4 separate regions of the Mus musculus genome follow, and all the other regions are linked to region 1. The links are chromatin contacts, called in public ChIA-PET and HiChIP or PLAC-seq maps. All regions are on one chromosome and are shown on one strand. The core of a region is the stretch at or near the end of the contact, and the rest is flanking DNA. Distances in the headings are between cores, read along the strand shown.

Region 1 (3,261 bases), core at 537-3,036:
TTTGCCTCACACTGGCTATACAGATGTAAAATTCCTAAGGGCCTTACCCTCCCTCCATGGTAATGGAGAGCAGGCTTCTAATCACATCTACCCAAGCAAGGAATTTAGTAAGTGTCCCTTTCCCCAAGAAACAGTGGCTCCCTCAGCGCAGGGTGGGGCGACACTGTAGCACCTGGCTGCCCTCTACCTCCTCAGCTGGAACGTGGGTGTCCAGCTTAGTGCCTCAGAGCACAGCAGAGATCTGTGAGAAAAGCCGTCTGCGTCCCCTACAACTGAGACTCTGAGTTATCTGACTCAGTTTCTCTGGCCGTGTGGTTTGGGGGGCAGAGGGATCACTGGCACGAGGAGCAGCACTTGGCACTGGCGAATGGCAGGAGTCATTCTGTCACCTACAGCAAAGTTTCCAAATGTCAGGCCCCACTCCCTTACCTCAGTCTGTCAGGCTGTTCACCCAGGCAGTTACTCTTTCCCTGTCACCTCGCCAGAGCCCGGGTTTCTGTGGCTCTGCTCACGAAACTGACAGCTTCCTCCTCAGAGACCTAGCGGGTGCAACTTGCCACAGTCTCTGGAGTCTTCCTTCTTTCTGACTCATTCAGTAAGCACAGATGCCTGAGGGCTGCAGCCCAGCCTCTCTTTGCCGCCTTCATTCCCAGCCCACCACGACCAACCCCGTAACTCCAGCCGACAGCTCAACCTCAAGGTGCTGCAAGGAGCTACCTTAATATTCCTCGGGTCTTCATCTGACTCTCAAGTCACTTAGAAACGGCCAACCGAACAACTGTTTTCTTTGGCAGAAGGCAGTCAGCACCAGTGAAGCCATTGCTGCCTCCCTCGGCATCCCTCATCTCCTGCCTTGTCAAGTCCACCTCTAGTTATTCCTTGACCCACCCACTTCTCTTCACTTCCTCTCCCACCACCACACACTACACCACAGTTTCCGTTCACCTACTGCCTGCACTTGCCTGCAGTCCACAAGGAGCCAGAGACTGGTGGAATGGTTAGTGTGGTCAACCTGACAGAAGCTAGGGTCACCTGGGAGACGGGCCTCGGAGCATACCAGGAAGGGATTGATTCTCTTGATCAGGTTAACCGATGTGAGGAGACCCAGGTAGCTGTGGGCAGGAACTCCTGGCCTCCATAAAGAAGGGAGAGTGCACTAGCAGGCACTGATGGCTCTCAAGATTCTATACTTCAGAACTGTGGAAACGACGTGGCCAGCTGCTTCAAGCACTTACTGCCCTGACTTCCTCACGACGGACAGCACCAAGAACTATGGGGGAAATAAGCTCTTTCTTTCTTTCTTTCTTCCTTCCTTCCTTAAGTTGCATCAGGGAAAGAAACTAAGACTGCCGGTCCCAACAGACCGGAGACCCCGGGGCTGGGTCCGCAAGTTCTCCCTGGATCCTGCCTGCCAGCTGCAACGCCACGTACAGCCGTGTGCCCGGAACATCAGCCGGCGTCCTCCTCGGCAAGGCAACCTGATGCTCTCTGCTCTGGTCCCCTTCCCCAGGACCCCCATTGCGCGTGGCACTTAACACCGCGTGACGACTGTGTTTGCTCACGTGTCCCTGCCGCGCCTGCTCGGCAGTATCCACCTGGTTCCCCCCATCCCCAAGACCCGGCCCCTCGTACGTGCTCGGCGAATGCCAGGCGAACGGGCCCAGAGCCACTGGAAAGCTGGGGAAACTGAGGCCGGGCGAGAAGGCAGGGGACCGCCCACACGCCCACTTACCTCCGCCCAGGCTCTCGCCGGGAGCCTCCTGCCGGAAGCTCGAGGTGGGCACTGTGCCTCAGGAGGCGAGACTTCCGCCGGAAGTCGGTGGGGTGGGCGGAGCCAGAGCATCTCTAAGGCGGCTACAGCAAGCTTCCCAACACGGTCCCTCTGTACCTTTCCCTTAAACGGGCACCAGGAACGAATCACAGCTACTAATAACTCTGTACAGGGCTTATTTCTTCAGGGACTTCAAGCAGCAGGGAAATGACATGACAACCATTAAATTTTATTAGTAAAACGTCCTGGCAAAGTGATAATGGACACTTTGTGACATTGCGTATGCCTATAAATTTGTGAGAATTATTCAATAGGCTGAGTACGTGAAGTTCATCGCAGAGGAAATGGAACCCAAAAGGAAGGGGGTAAGAAGGATCTAGTCTTACCGGGAGCCCAGGGAAGCAGGTTACAGTGGCCGCAGAACACCAATTTAGCACACCTGGATTTGACTCATTTCAGGTACAGAGTATGTGGGCAAGATAACCTCTAAGCCATGCAAGCTAGGGCTGCAGACCCGAGCTGGCCCAGTTCTCGGCGTCTGCTCATCCGGGCTCTACTAGGACTGGCTGCAAACAGGAATCCTTGCACATGACTTGGCTGGGCTCCTGGCTCCTAGCAGAAGGCTCAAGGCCAGCGTGTAAGCTGTGCTTTGTGCACACTGCTGCTGTAGGCTGTTGCCAGCTGGCATCACGAAAGCATTCGTTGATTCAATGCTTCCTGAGACCTACAATGGTGCCCATCGCAGCCCAAGGTCTTGGCTTCGTTCAGCCCTCAAAGCCTGCGTTGCATGCACTTTCTATGCCTTCTGAAAGCGCCTGTCCTCACCCCCTTCTGACTGAGGCAAGGGGAAGTATCTATTTTCATCACTGCCTTCATTCAAACCTCCCAGCTACCAAGGCTGCTGATGGGAGCACCAGCTTAAAGCACCAGCTGGCAAGCTGGGCACTAACTGCAGGCAACATGCGGGGTGCGGAACATGTCTTCTTTGAAAGGCACAAGTACTCGAGCTGTTCCCTGGCTGTGTCCCTGGCAGGGGAAAAAGGGAGGATGGGTTCTTGGGGGTGTACAGTATGCCTTTCCACGTTGTACCCAGCACGACTGAGCAGAAAACGCTCTGTCCTGTAGCACAAGCTGTGAGCATCCTTAGCCAGCAGGTGTGAGTAGTTTGCGCATGACAAGAGCAGGAGAGATGAGGGGAGAGGGAGATGCTCTCAGAGTGGCTGGGAGCTCTCCACATGCTCCCAGGCACACTGAAATGAAGGCTGTCAGGCCGCTCCTCACCCTTGGGACAGGGAATAAGTGCAGAGGAAGAGGTGTGGATAGGAAGCAGTCTACATGAAAGAGTATTTATTGAAAACACATCACTGACAGGAAGCTCCTGGCTGCTCTCTGGTTACACTCACAGCTCATGACTGAGAGCACTACAGTTTTGTTCTTGATTTTATTTTCCCTTAAACATTCTATCCTAAGATAGGAAGATCTTATATAAA
Region 2 (3,261 bases), core at 458-2,957, 480 kb before region 1:
TGAACTCCGTAAGCCTCCAGTAAAGGGTTTAAGGTTACTTGGGTCCTTTTTCAGAACCCGAGGGAGGCCAACGAGTCTGCTCTCGAATCTCTTACATCACCGCACAAATCTTTCGTCCACGCATCTACCCAAGCTTTCTGTGGACTTCAAACAGAACATAAGCGCGAGCTCCCTCGTTTACAGCAAGAGTACAGGAAGCATGTCCACACAGTTCAACCCTTACCAACCCTGGGAGGTCTCAAGTCCACAGCTTCCCCGCCCCAAACCAGGGAAAGGGAGAGGCCAGAAGTTTGTTGAGGCCTTGAACAGACATGAGGAACTCCAAAAAAAACAGATCTGGGACTGGGTTGTGTGGATGAAGGCTTGCTGCTGGCACTCCTTAACCATGACAAGGCAGCTCTTCCAGGAACTAGTTTCAGAGCTAAAAGGACTTCAAGACTTCCCATATAACTCCCTTAAAAAAAAAAAAAAAAAAAAAAAAAAAAAAACAGTCTGAGGTTGTGAAACTGAATGCAGATTAATCTAGCCGAAATCAGAGGCGCTGCCGGCTACCTGCAGATTAATCTAGGTGAAAGGGCTTGCCCAGTGCTGGAGCCTGAACCCTGAGTCCTAGCACTCAACCCTGAGATTGTCAGTTTTTTCTTTACAGAACAATTTGAAAAGCGCTCCTGGCCCAAGACAGTAATTACCTAGCTGGAAGAACGATAGCTTCTGATAAAGTCGTAAGGGCTGCATGGGTCAGAACTGTCACTGAACAGGCATGGTGGTACACACCTTTGAGCCCAGGATTTGGGAGGCAGAGATACACTGGCCTCTGTGAGCTCAAGGCCAGCCAGGTCTACACAGAGTTCCAGGTTAGCCAGGGAGGGCTATACAGAAAGCCTGTCTCAAAACAAAACAAGACAACCAGCTAGACCTGGTGGTGAACTCCTGCCAGCGCTTAAGAGACAAATGAAGGTGGATCCCTGTGGGTTCCAAGCCAACTTGCTGTGTATATATATATACTCTCTCTCTCATTCTCTCCCTCTCCATTCATATATATATAGTGAATTCCAGGTCATCCAGGACTATATTTAGTGACATCTTGTCTCTAAACAAAACAAAAAAATTGTTACAAACCCACTTCAGTGAAAGATAAGTAATGACTTACCAGACATTAAGGGATGGCTTGAACAAACGAACACACACGCACACTCAGTCTACCAGATTAAGCTGCCTTGTGGGGTAGCGGAGTCTCTGTCCCCTCTCTCCCTCTCTCCCTCTCTCCCTCTCTCCCTCTCTCTCTCTCTCTCTCTCTCACACACACACACACACACACACACACCTTCCCCCCCCACCCCCCAGATCGCCTCCTGAAGAGGAAGCAAGGATGGATGCCAGGGACATGCCTTCTAACTGCAGCAGAGCTTGCATCCAACTCTTAACCCCAGAACTGAGGTTCACAGGGAGATGGCAGTAATCGCGACTCTATACTGAAAGAGGGGTGCGAGCCTAGTTCAGAGGCGCTACCGGCTACCTGTAGAGATCTTCATCTAGCGGCTCGAGGTTGAGCACGCTCGTGACCAGCACACTACGGAGGTCCCCGGAAAGGTCGCCGCGGTCGGCGTCGCCATGAGCATCTCCCAGACCCTCTGGCGCTGACATTTTCACTGCTGGCTGCGGTTGAGAGAAACGCGGAAACTTATATAGGCTCCCAGCGCTTCCGGAAGGTCGCTCCAGGGGCCGGAAATCCCAAGGGCTCCGGGGAGCGAGACGCAGATTGTGATTGGTCGATGTGCTTGTCAATTTCAGAGTGGGCGCGGCTAGCTCTATCTTAAGATTGGAGGATATTTGTGTCAGTTTTGGACATCCGCGTGTGATTGGGTGAATCAGCGAGGGGGCGGAGCCTTGGAGATGAATAATAAGGGATGAGCGTCTTTCCTCTTCTGTCACTGAGCAAAGTCGCCCCTAGGTTGCTGTTACCGGTCTCCTCCTGTTCTGGGCTCCTCCCAAGCGCCCTGTAAGCCACTCACTCGGGACCGCAGCTGGGCCCGTGCCAGCCGTTACCCAGTGACCTCTGACCCCTGCCGTGGTTCTAGGTTCTAGGAGGGCCAGTCCCCGGCCATGGAGCTAGGCAGCTGCTTTAAGACCTACGAGGACTTCAAGGAGTGTTTCAGCGCCTACAAAAAGGAGACCAGGTGCTCCTTCATTGTCAGGGACTGCATCTCCGTCCGCTTCCATAACCTCAACAACGGCACCTCTTTCCGCGAGGATATCCTGTAAGGGCGGGGCAGGAGGGTGGGGAGGAGGGCTGCCTGGAGGAGGAGGGCGTGCATGGAGGAGCCACGTTCCCCGTGCCTGCGGAAAAACGAGGGAAACCTCACCGGCGTGGCCTTTGCTACCCGCCGCGCTTGCTCCCACTCCTTCATTCACGAGCTTTCCTGGGAATTCGCAGTAACTGCATCTTGTTGTTTTTCCGTTTTATTTGTTTGTTGAGAGAATCTATCTCAAGCGCAAGGCTGGTTGAGGAGTGAATTGAAACGCCTTAGTAATAATTTCCTCCATTAGCCTCCTCTTTACAAAGCAGTAATGGTGCTCATTGGTTGGTTGGTTGGTTCTTTTCGGTGATTGATTTTGTAAATGATTCTTGAGCTCCAGATACAGCCGTTTTCAAACACCTTCCTTATCCAAGGTGGTGCTCCCTGAGTGCCTTTCTTACTCTGCAGGGCTGTGTGTCAGAATTATTGGTGGTAGCTCCCTGACTCATTTGACTTTAGGGGCTAAAAGCTGATGAAAACGCCAGGGCTTTTAGGGTTCAGGTGAAACAGCCTACTATAAATTTAGCTTTTAGTTTTTCTTTGAAAGAAAGAATAAGGGTGCAGGTTTAGAAGCCCAATGCGAAAAGGTTGAGGCCGGCGGGTCATGAGTTTGAGACAAATCAGTTTGGTTTAAAAAAAAAAATACAGGGAAAGGGGGTTGGTGGTGGAAGCCTTTAATCCCAGCACTCAGGAGGCAGAGGCAGGCAGATCTCTGTGAGTTCGACGCCAGTCTGGTCTACAGAGCAGCTTCCAGGACAGTCAGGGCTACACAGAGAAAACCTGTCTTGAAAAACCAAAGTGGGGAGTTGGGGGGCGGGAGGGAGAGACAGAGAGAAATGGGAAGCAGCCCCGCCCCTTCGTAAAAAGGAAGGTTTGTGTGCCCAGTCTTTTGCTGTGAAATCTAATCATATGAATCAATTTGAAAGTCAATTCAAGTTTTAATTACAACATATAGGCCAACTGA
Region 3 (3,261 bases), core at 370-2,869, 310 kb after region 1:
AGAAAATCAAGTCCAAGAGCCGATGCTCACTCTGCTTCTAAAAGGCGAAAGAGTTATTGTGGTGTGGGGACATACCCAGATCCTCCTCACTGGGTGGGGACAGCCATGACAACGGTAGGTACTTGCTCTGGTATGGTGTCTGTGGTGGGAAGGAAACAGATAAGACGGGAGACAGAGCCAGCAATGCCAGAGCCTGACCCATCTACACTTGGGGACCCCTTTTAAAGAATTACACATACAGGTGATTATCTCTCTAAATCAAGGAAAGGGTTCACAACTGGTTCCGACTTGATTTGATTTTTTGTGTATGAGCATCCTGCTTGTACGTATGTCTGTGTACCATGTGCAGGCCTGGTTAGGATAGCTATTAGCTGCCATGTGAGTTCTGGGAACTTAACCAGGGTCTTCTGCAAGAGTAACAGGACCCTTAACTGTCGAGCTATCCCTCCAGCCCCTAGTTTTATTTTTATTGTCTGTATTTGGGGGGGGGGGGGGGAATTGTGCATGTGAGTGCAGTGCTTGCAGAGGCCAGCAGAGGGCATCAGATCTTCTAGAGCAGGAGCTTCTGGAACAAGTCAGAGTTCAGAGTCACCTAATCTATCCTGAGCACAGCTAGAGAAGCCAAAAGAAGCTGGCGTGTGTAAACTTGGAATAGATCTTTCACCTCTGGGGTCCAGCTGAGGCCCATTTCTAGTTTCCCACTAGGGACTCATAAGGGGCCCAGAGACTGACTGGTTTGGCTAAGGGACCCAAAGCCTGACTTGGAGACACCTGAAGTCCCAGTATCTGAGCAGCAGCAGTAGTAATCTGAAGCCAGCTGAGCCCCCATAAGGGAGGCACTGGGACTGGGGAATGGCATAGTCATTAAAGCACCATGCTAGCAGAAGGGCTTGAGTTCAGATCCCCAGTAGCTAAGTAAAATGCTAGGCGTGGCAGCAGGTGCCTATAATGCGTCGCCTAAGAGGCAGAGGCAGGAGGATCCCTGGAGCAAGCTTGCTGGCCAGCCCCTCCAGCTGAATCCTGAATCAAAAACCTCCATCTTCAAAAAGAAACCTTGCGTTGGGGGGTGGGGGGAGAGCTATTGACAAAAACAGTACTGCTGACCTCTGGCCTAATACATACACGCTCACCCTCACACTCACACTTTCCTGTAATTGAGGTGACACCTCCACAGAGACATCTTCCTGGACCGCTCTGCTGCCCGGCCACCCACAAGCCCTTCTTTCCCTCTCCTTGGTATTTACAACTTTCTTCAGCTGCCTTTTTCCCTGGATTCTTTGTTCGTGATTCCCACTCTCAACGTGGATGCAAAGTTCCAGGATGACAGAAAACGAGTTGGTCTTATTGTAGTGGAGCAGTTGACCAGGCACGGACAGTCGAGTGGATGGAGGATGGATGGATGAATGAATGAATGGATGGATGGATGGATGGATGGATGGATAGATAGATAGATAGATAGATAGATGATGGGTGGGTGGATGATGGGCGGATGAATGCATGTGTGCGGTCCCCGTCTGCGCTGCTGACTCTCTGGGGCCGCGCCTGGCCACGGTGAGGACGCTGCGGGGCCGGGAGGCGGCGTGGGCGTCGCCGCAGGGAGGAGGCCGGCGCGTCCCTCCTCCGGGAGCGCAGCGGCGGCAGCGAGAGCAGCGCGCACTGCAGGGCCGACTCCCCGCCCGGAGCCAGCGCCGCGCCCCGCGGCCCCCACGCACGGCGCGGCCCGGCGGGGGCGCAGGAGACCCGCGGCCGGGACAGGGGGCCGGTCCCCGGCACAGGAGGCTGCCGCAGCCCTGCGACATTCGCTCCGCGTGCCATCTCCCGGCCTGGCCCGCTCGGGACGACTCTGCACTGTGCGGGTGAGTACCGCGCTCGGGGACACCGGGTGGGACCGCGTCTCCCGGGGACCCCGTAGACACTAAAGGAGCGGAAACTCGGCCGCCGGCAGCAGATCCAGTCTTGAGATCCCTTTGGGTCTCAGGGCCTCAGTTTCCCCTTGTGTTCCAGGTGAGGGGGGGTGCGGGGCGCAGTGACTGAAGTTAGCAACTCCAGTGCGCCGGACAAGTGCAGGACGCGGCCGGGTCTCTGCGTTTGGTTTGTTGTTTGGCCTCGGAGGAGACTCAGGAGACTCGTGCTGAATCTCGGATTGTACCCAAAGGATCCAAGAGACAAGCTGATGTCCGAAGGCTGGGGTTGTGGGTGGCCGAGGAGCTGTGCAACTCGCTGGAACTTGGGGCCCGTGGCCCAGCCTCCCCCACGTCGATTTTCTTTTGAAAAGTCTTTACTATCCTGTAGCCCGCACTGGTCCAGCTCAGGGCGCTCACTCTGAAGCTGAAACTTAACACAACTTTTCATCAGGACGCTTAGACTGGGTTTCATAGTAAGGGGAGAGCGCGCGGACCTGAGTTACTATAGCCAGGCAGCTGTGGACTAGCCCTAGCTGCTTCATTGCATTTCAAACAGCTCTCACGCTCACGGAGTATTAGGGAAGCAGGACTGGGAGAGGTGTCCCATCGCTAAAGCCTCAAAGTGCTTTCTTTACTCCGCAGTTGAATGTGAGATTTTCTTGCAAGGCACATTGGGCCCCAAAACCATCCCAGGGCTCAGACTTGACAGCCCTCGCTCCTTGCCTGTGGAAAAAGCAAGGCAGAAACGCTATCGCCTATCCTCCCTCCCTCTTCCCGCCTCAGTCTGAAATGCTACATAACTTTTAACGACTTTAAGTATATATAATATATAACGCGATATTATATATAAATATGTCGTGCGAGGTACAGAAGCCACTCCTGGTGGGAAGGTTTAACGAAGTGAGAGAAAGTACTAGGATTTACAAACACCAGGGAAGCATTTGAATTATGTCTGAGTCGGGAACTCCCGCCCCAAGGAAACTATAACTGGGGACAGTGGTTGTATTTGAAGCCGATTCTATTAATTCCACAAGCCCTTGATGCTAGGATGAAAGAATTTTCTATGACCAGAGCATGGGTCAGCTTAAGAGAGACACCAGCCCTCGGAGATGTGTTAGACCCCAACATTCACAGCTGTCCGTGGGGACCAAGGCTGGGTCTTTTCAAAACAATCTTTGTCAAGGGTCATTGTGCCGTTTTACCCAAGGAATGCCCTCCCCTTCCCACTTCTCTGCAGCATCTGTAAGTCCCCCAAGCCTAATATTTCCCTGTCTTTAGACATCCTCAGACTGGGGAAAGTTAATGGGCTATTTATGTAAGAAATGATAATGTTTGGAATCTTGTTTGTGACTGAGCA
Region 4 (3,261 bases), core at 477-2,976, 290 kb before region 1:
TATCTAGTCAGGTCAGAGCCCTGTCACAAACCAACCAATAAACAAACACCCCCAACAAGATGGACAGCTCCTGAGGAACAGGCAAGGGTGCCAGAGACTGACATTCGCCATCCATATACATCTACATGTGTGCCCACATAAATACCCCACACACACACACACACACAGAGAGAGAGAGAGAGAGAGAGAGAGAGAGAGAGAGAGAGAGAGAGAGAGAGAGAGAGAGAGAGAAAGAGAAAGAGAAAAGAACAGGGGACATTATTGCCATTTAACAGGTGGGAAAACTGAGCCCAGGAAAGAGAGACTGAAATACTTTTTAACAGTTAAACAGCTAGTAGATGACAAGGCCTAGGTTGTGCTGGTACTCTGATAACTGGAGTTCAAGGTCAAGGTCAGACAGAGTGTGGTGGGCGCTGGATGCCTGGAGACCTTGTAGCTTTTCCCGGGTATCGGGAGACCTGGTCACGGTTGCCCTCTGGTTCTATTTTGGTCTTTCCAAGAACTGGTCCGGGAAACTACAGCCGGCCACCTCGCCCTGCTGGTCACCAAGAATGTTTCCATGTTTCCCGGGAACCCTGAGCGCTTCTCGGAGGGCAGCATTGACGTGTGGTGGATTGTGCACGACGGGGGCATGCTCATGCTGCTGCCCTTCCTGCTGCGACACCACAAGGTGGGTGCCTGTGGATGTGTGTGGTGCGGGGAAGGGTCAATGTCCATGTAGGTGTGTCCATGCAGGTCCATCCATGGGGAAGCCCCCAGGCTCTAGGCAAGCGCAGCCTTCGAGCCCTCTGCTCTCCCTTACGGGACCTTTCTTTTGGGATTCGCCGTTGATCCTTGCAGGTCTGGAGGAAATGCAAAATGCGGATCTTCACCGTGGCCCAGATGGACGATAACAGTATCCAGATGAAGAAGGACCTGACCACGTTTCTGTACCACTTACGCATTACTGCAGAGGTGGAGGTGGTGGAGATGGTAGGTCCCTAGGAGCCTCTGAAGTTCTTGAGGTCCCAGCTGGGGGCTCTTTCCTTTTGGCCACGGCACCCATCAGGGCCACTTGGATAGCCATAGCCGTCAGTGGATGATACAGGTCGCCTTCCCCTGTGAACTCGTCTTAGCCTCTTACCTACTCACCCAAGGGTTCAGCCAGCCAGCCATCTGCCGCAAGAGTAGCTGCCATGTTGAAGAGTGCTCACTCTGTGACCAACTGCTGTGCGCACTTGGCAAGTCGGAGCTCTCATGGCCTCCAGTGAGATACACACATTGATGTTTTCATTCCCAGCTAGGATATTGAGACCCAGAAAGGTCTGGTGACTGACTGCACAACACAATGAGCAGCAGAGGCAGGATTCAAACCCAGGCGGGCTGCCGCATGCTCTGTTCCCTGTGGGCACACGGTCCCACTCCCGTCTTTCCACACCCCCTCAGCGTGTCTGTGCCTCACGCTGTGTTCATTAACCTACCCTTGTGTCCGTTCACTTATCACCCCATCCATCCTGGGATGTGTTCATTCATCTCTTGTTCCCTTCTTTTCCTTCTTCATTCGCTCAGGTAATTAATTAATTAATCAATACATTCATCGCTTTACAATTTACACCCTTGCCTCTGTGTTGGGTGCACAGGGAATGAGCTGCCTGTTCTCCCAGGCCACGGTTTGGTCCCTGGCCTCCTACAGCCTTGGTGCAAGGCCATGTGACAGGAAGCTGCAGGCTGGTGGGAGGGAGGGCTCCTGCCTCCCCCACCTTGGCCTTCCTTAGTTCTCAGCTGCTGCTGCTCTTCTTCCCTGCGCATAGCATGAGAGCGACATCTCGGCATACACCTACGAGAAGACATTAGTAATGGAGCAACGATCTCAGATCCTCAAACAGATGCACCTCACCAAGAACGAGCGGGAACGGGAGGTAAGGGTCCCCTGATGAGGTGCTCAGAGCCACAAGCTACTTCAGACTGTGGGCCTGCACAGGTGTGGGAGGTTCTGGCCTGCCGTGCGCGCCTGGCCATCAAGAATGCTGTATTCACCTTAGCTGCCATCACCTTCTAATGCTCGGCTCCCCTGCTGTGGGGCTACATGGAGCTGTTGCCGCTTTTCCAGCCCCCTCACAGGGACTTTGGCATGGAAACAGACTTTCGCCTCTGTAGGAGACTTCTAGGCCCGAGGAAGAATAGTGGCTGCTAAATATGTACGGATGACAAGTTCTCAGGGGGTGTGTGCTGCCAGTGTGGGAGACAAGGGTTCATGTAACAGACTCGCCGAGTGGGTAACAGATGGGTATTTAAAGACATGGATGTTGGGTAGGAGTCAGGGGCGAGCCTCCTAGGGGCTGAGTGAAGGGCTCTCAGGAGAGGAGCTGCTGAGCACCACGGGATAAGGTCTCTTCAGTTTCAATCACTGGCCCCCTGGAGCACGGATAAAAAGATCCACTCCAGGGAGCGGAGTCCCTGGGGGAAGTGAGGGATGACAGCCAGGGCTGTGGACAGAAGGGCTCCTGGGGCATGAGTAGCAGATCCCATAGGCGAACCACGGGTTCTCTCAGGTCTCTCGGGTGGGGAGAATCTGTCTTTCAGAATGTGGCCGAGAGGTGCTCAGGGAAACGAGTGATGGGCCCTTGAAGGACAGGGGTGTCACCCAGGGTGATAGCAGAAGTGATAAGAAAGGCTGTGTGCTGGGGCCAGCCAGAGTGGCCTGGGACCATGGTGCTAGGCTCAGGCTTGCTGTGCCAGGTGTTAGACTGCTGGTTGCCAATGGCAGGAAGGCCTGGGCTCTGGAGACCAGAGGCCAGGGTAGCCATGCAGTAGGTGTTTGGTCCTGAGGCACTCCACTGTTTTTTTTTTTTTTTTTTTTTTTTTTACAATGAGTGCCACTCAGGCATGTGTGTAACCCGGATAAGCATCCACTGTAGTAATGGCTCTTGGCAGGGCGTGGGTGGTGACCCCCCAGCAGAGCTGGCACCAACCTGTGTCACTCCCCAGATCCAGAGCATCACAGACGAGTCTCGGGGCTCCATTCGGAGGAAGAATCCAGCCAACCCCCGGCTCCGCCTCAATGTTCCCGAAGAGACAGCGTGTGACAATGAGGAGAAGCCAGAGGAGGAGGCGAGTGGCTGGGGTGGTTTGGCTCTGACTAGTGGTAGTAGAAACTTTGGCCACCAAAAGTGTCACCTGCTGACCTGTCATCCCTACCTCAGGTGCAGCTGATCCATGACCAGAGTGCTCCCAGCTGCCCTAGCAGCTCGCCATCTCCAGGGGAGGAGCCCGAGGGGGAGA

What was found. ChIA-PET counts read pairs in DNA pulled down with a chosen protein or histone mark. HiChIP or PLAC-seq counts read pairs in DNA pulled down with a chosen protein or histone mark.
Region 2: an RNA polymerase II ChIA-PET map of memory CD8 T cells shows a contact between it and region 1, with 12 read pairs. The contact joins the promoter of Acot8 here to the promoter of Slc35c2 in region 1. A contact is called at or near these places in 4 of 39 promoter capture datasets (hippocampal neurons, liver, pre-B cells and 1 more), 4 of 115 datasets of contacts at active chromatin or transcription factors (the 230-238 cell line, acute myeloid leukemia, effector CD8 T cells and 1 more) and 1 of 9 other capture datasets (liver).
Region 3: a contact with region 1 is called in an HNF4G HiChIP or PLAC-seq map of pancreatic cancer cells. The contact joins the promoter of Eya2 here to the promoter of Slc35c2 in region 1. A contact is called at or near these places in 1 of 115 datasets of contacts at active chromatin or transcription factors (pancreatic cancer cells) and 1 of 9 other capture datasets (pancreatic islet).
Region 4: a contact with region 1 is called in an H3K27ac HiChIP or PLAC-seq map of SST interneurons, with 4 times the contacts expected there. The contact joins the enhancer-like site here to the promoter of Slc35c2 in region 1. A contact is called at or near these places in 8 of 39 promoter capture datasets (the C10 cell line, cranial neural crest, embryonic stem cells and 5 more), 3 of 115 datasets of contacts at active chromatin or transcription factors (SST interneurons, embryonic basal ganglia and large pre-B cells) and 3 of 9 other capture datasets (adipose tissue, liver and pancreatic islet).

What each region holds. Positions count from the first base shown.
Region 1 is chr2:165,286,052-165,289,312 of GRCm38.p6, forward strand. It overlaps Slc35c2 (solute carrier family 35, member C2), which reads right to left and starts at 1,787. Exons shown (of 10, transcript NM_144893.2): 1 at 1,733-1,787. It overlaps Elmo2 (engulfment and cell motility 2), which reads right to left. Exons shown (of 21, transcript NM_080287.2): 21 at 1,980-3,261.
Region 2 is chr2:164,803,174-164,806,434 of GRCm38.p6, forward strand. It overlaps Acot8 (acyl-CoA thioesterase 8), which reads right to left and starts at 1,708. Exons shown (of 6, transcript NM_133240.2): 1 at 1,517-1,708. The coding sequence starts at 1,644. Zswim3 (zinc finger SWIM-type containing 3) reads left to right here and starts at 1,941. Exons shown (of 2, transcript NM_178375.2): 1 at 1,941-2,258. The coding sequence starts at 2,104.
Region 3 is chr2:165,593,409-165,596,669 of GRCm38.p6, forward strand. It overlaps Eya2 (EYA transcriptional coactivator and phosphatase 2), which reads left to right and starts at 1,620. Exons shown (of 16, transcript NM_001271963.1): 1 at 1,620-1,856.
Region 4 is chr2:164,993,140-164,996,400 of GRCm38.p6, forward strand. Slc12a5 (solute carrier family 12, member 5) reads left to right here. Exons shown (of 26, transcript NM_020333.2): 19 at 501-670; 20 at 841-972; 21 at 1,791-1,898; 22 at 2,968-3,090; 23 at 3,183-3,261. Among named protein-coding and RNA genes, the nearest start is that of Slc12a5, 27 kb to the left of the region's middle. Within about 2 kb of position 1,727, at least 12 of the 459 cell types and tissues checked have an H3K27ac peak or open chromatin away from gene starts, as enhancers often do. A contact at or near this core is called in SST interneurons and hippocampal neurons, where this site is marked.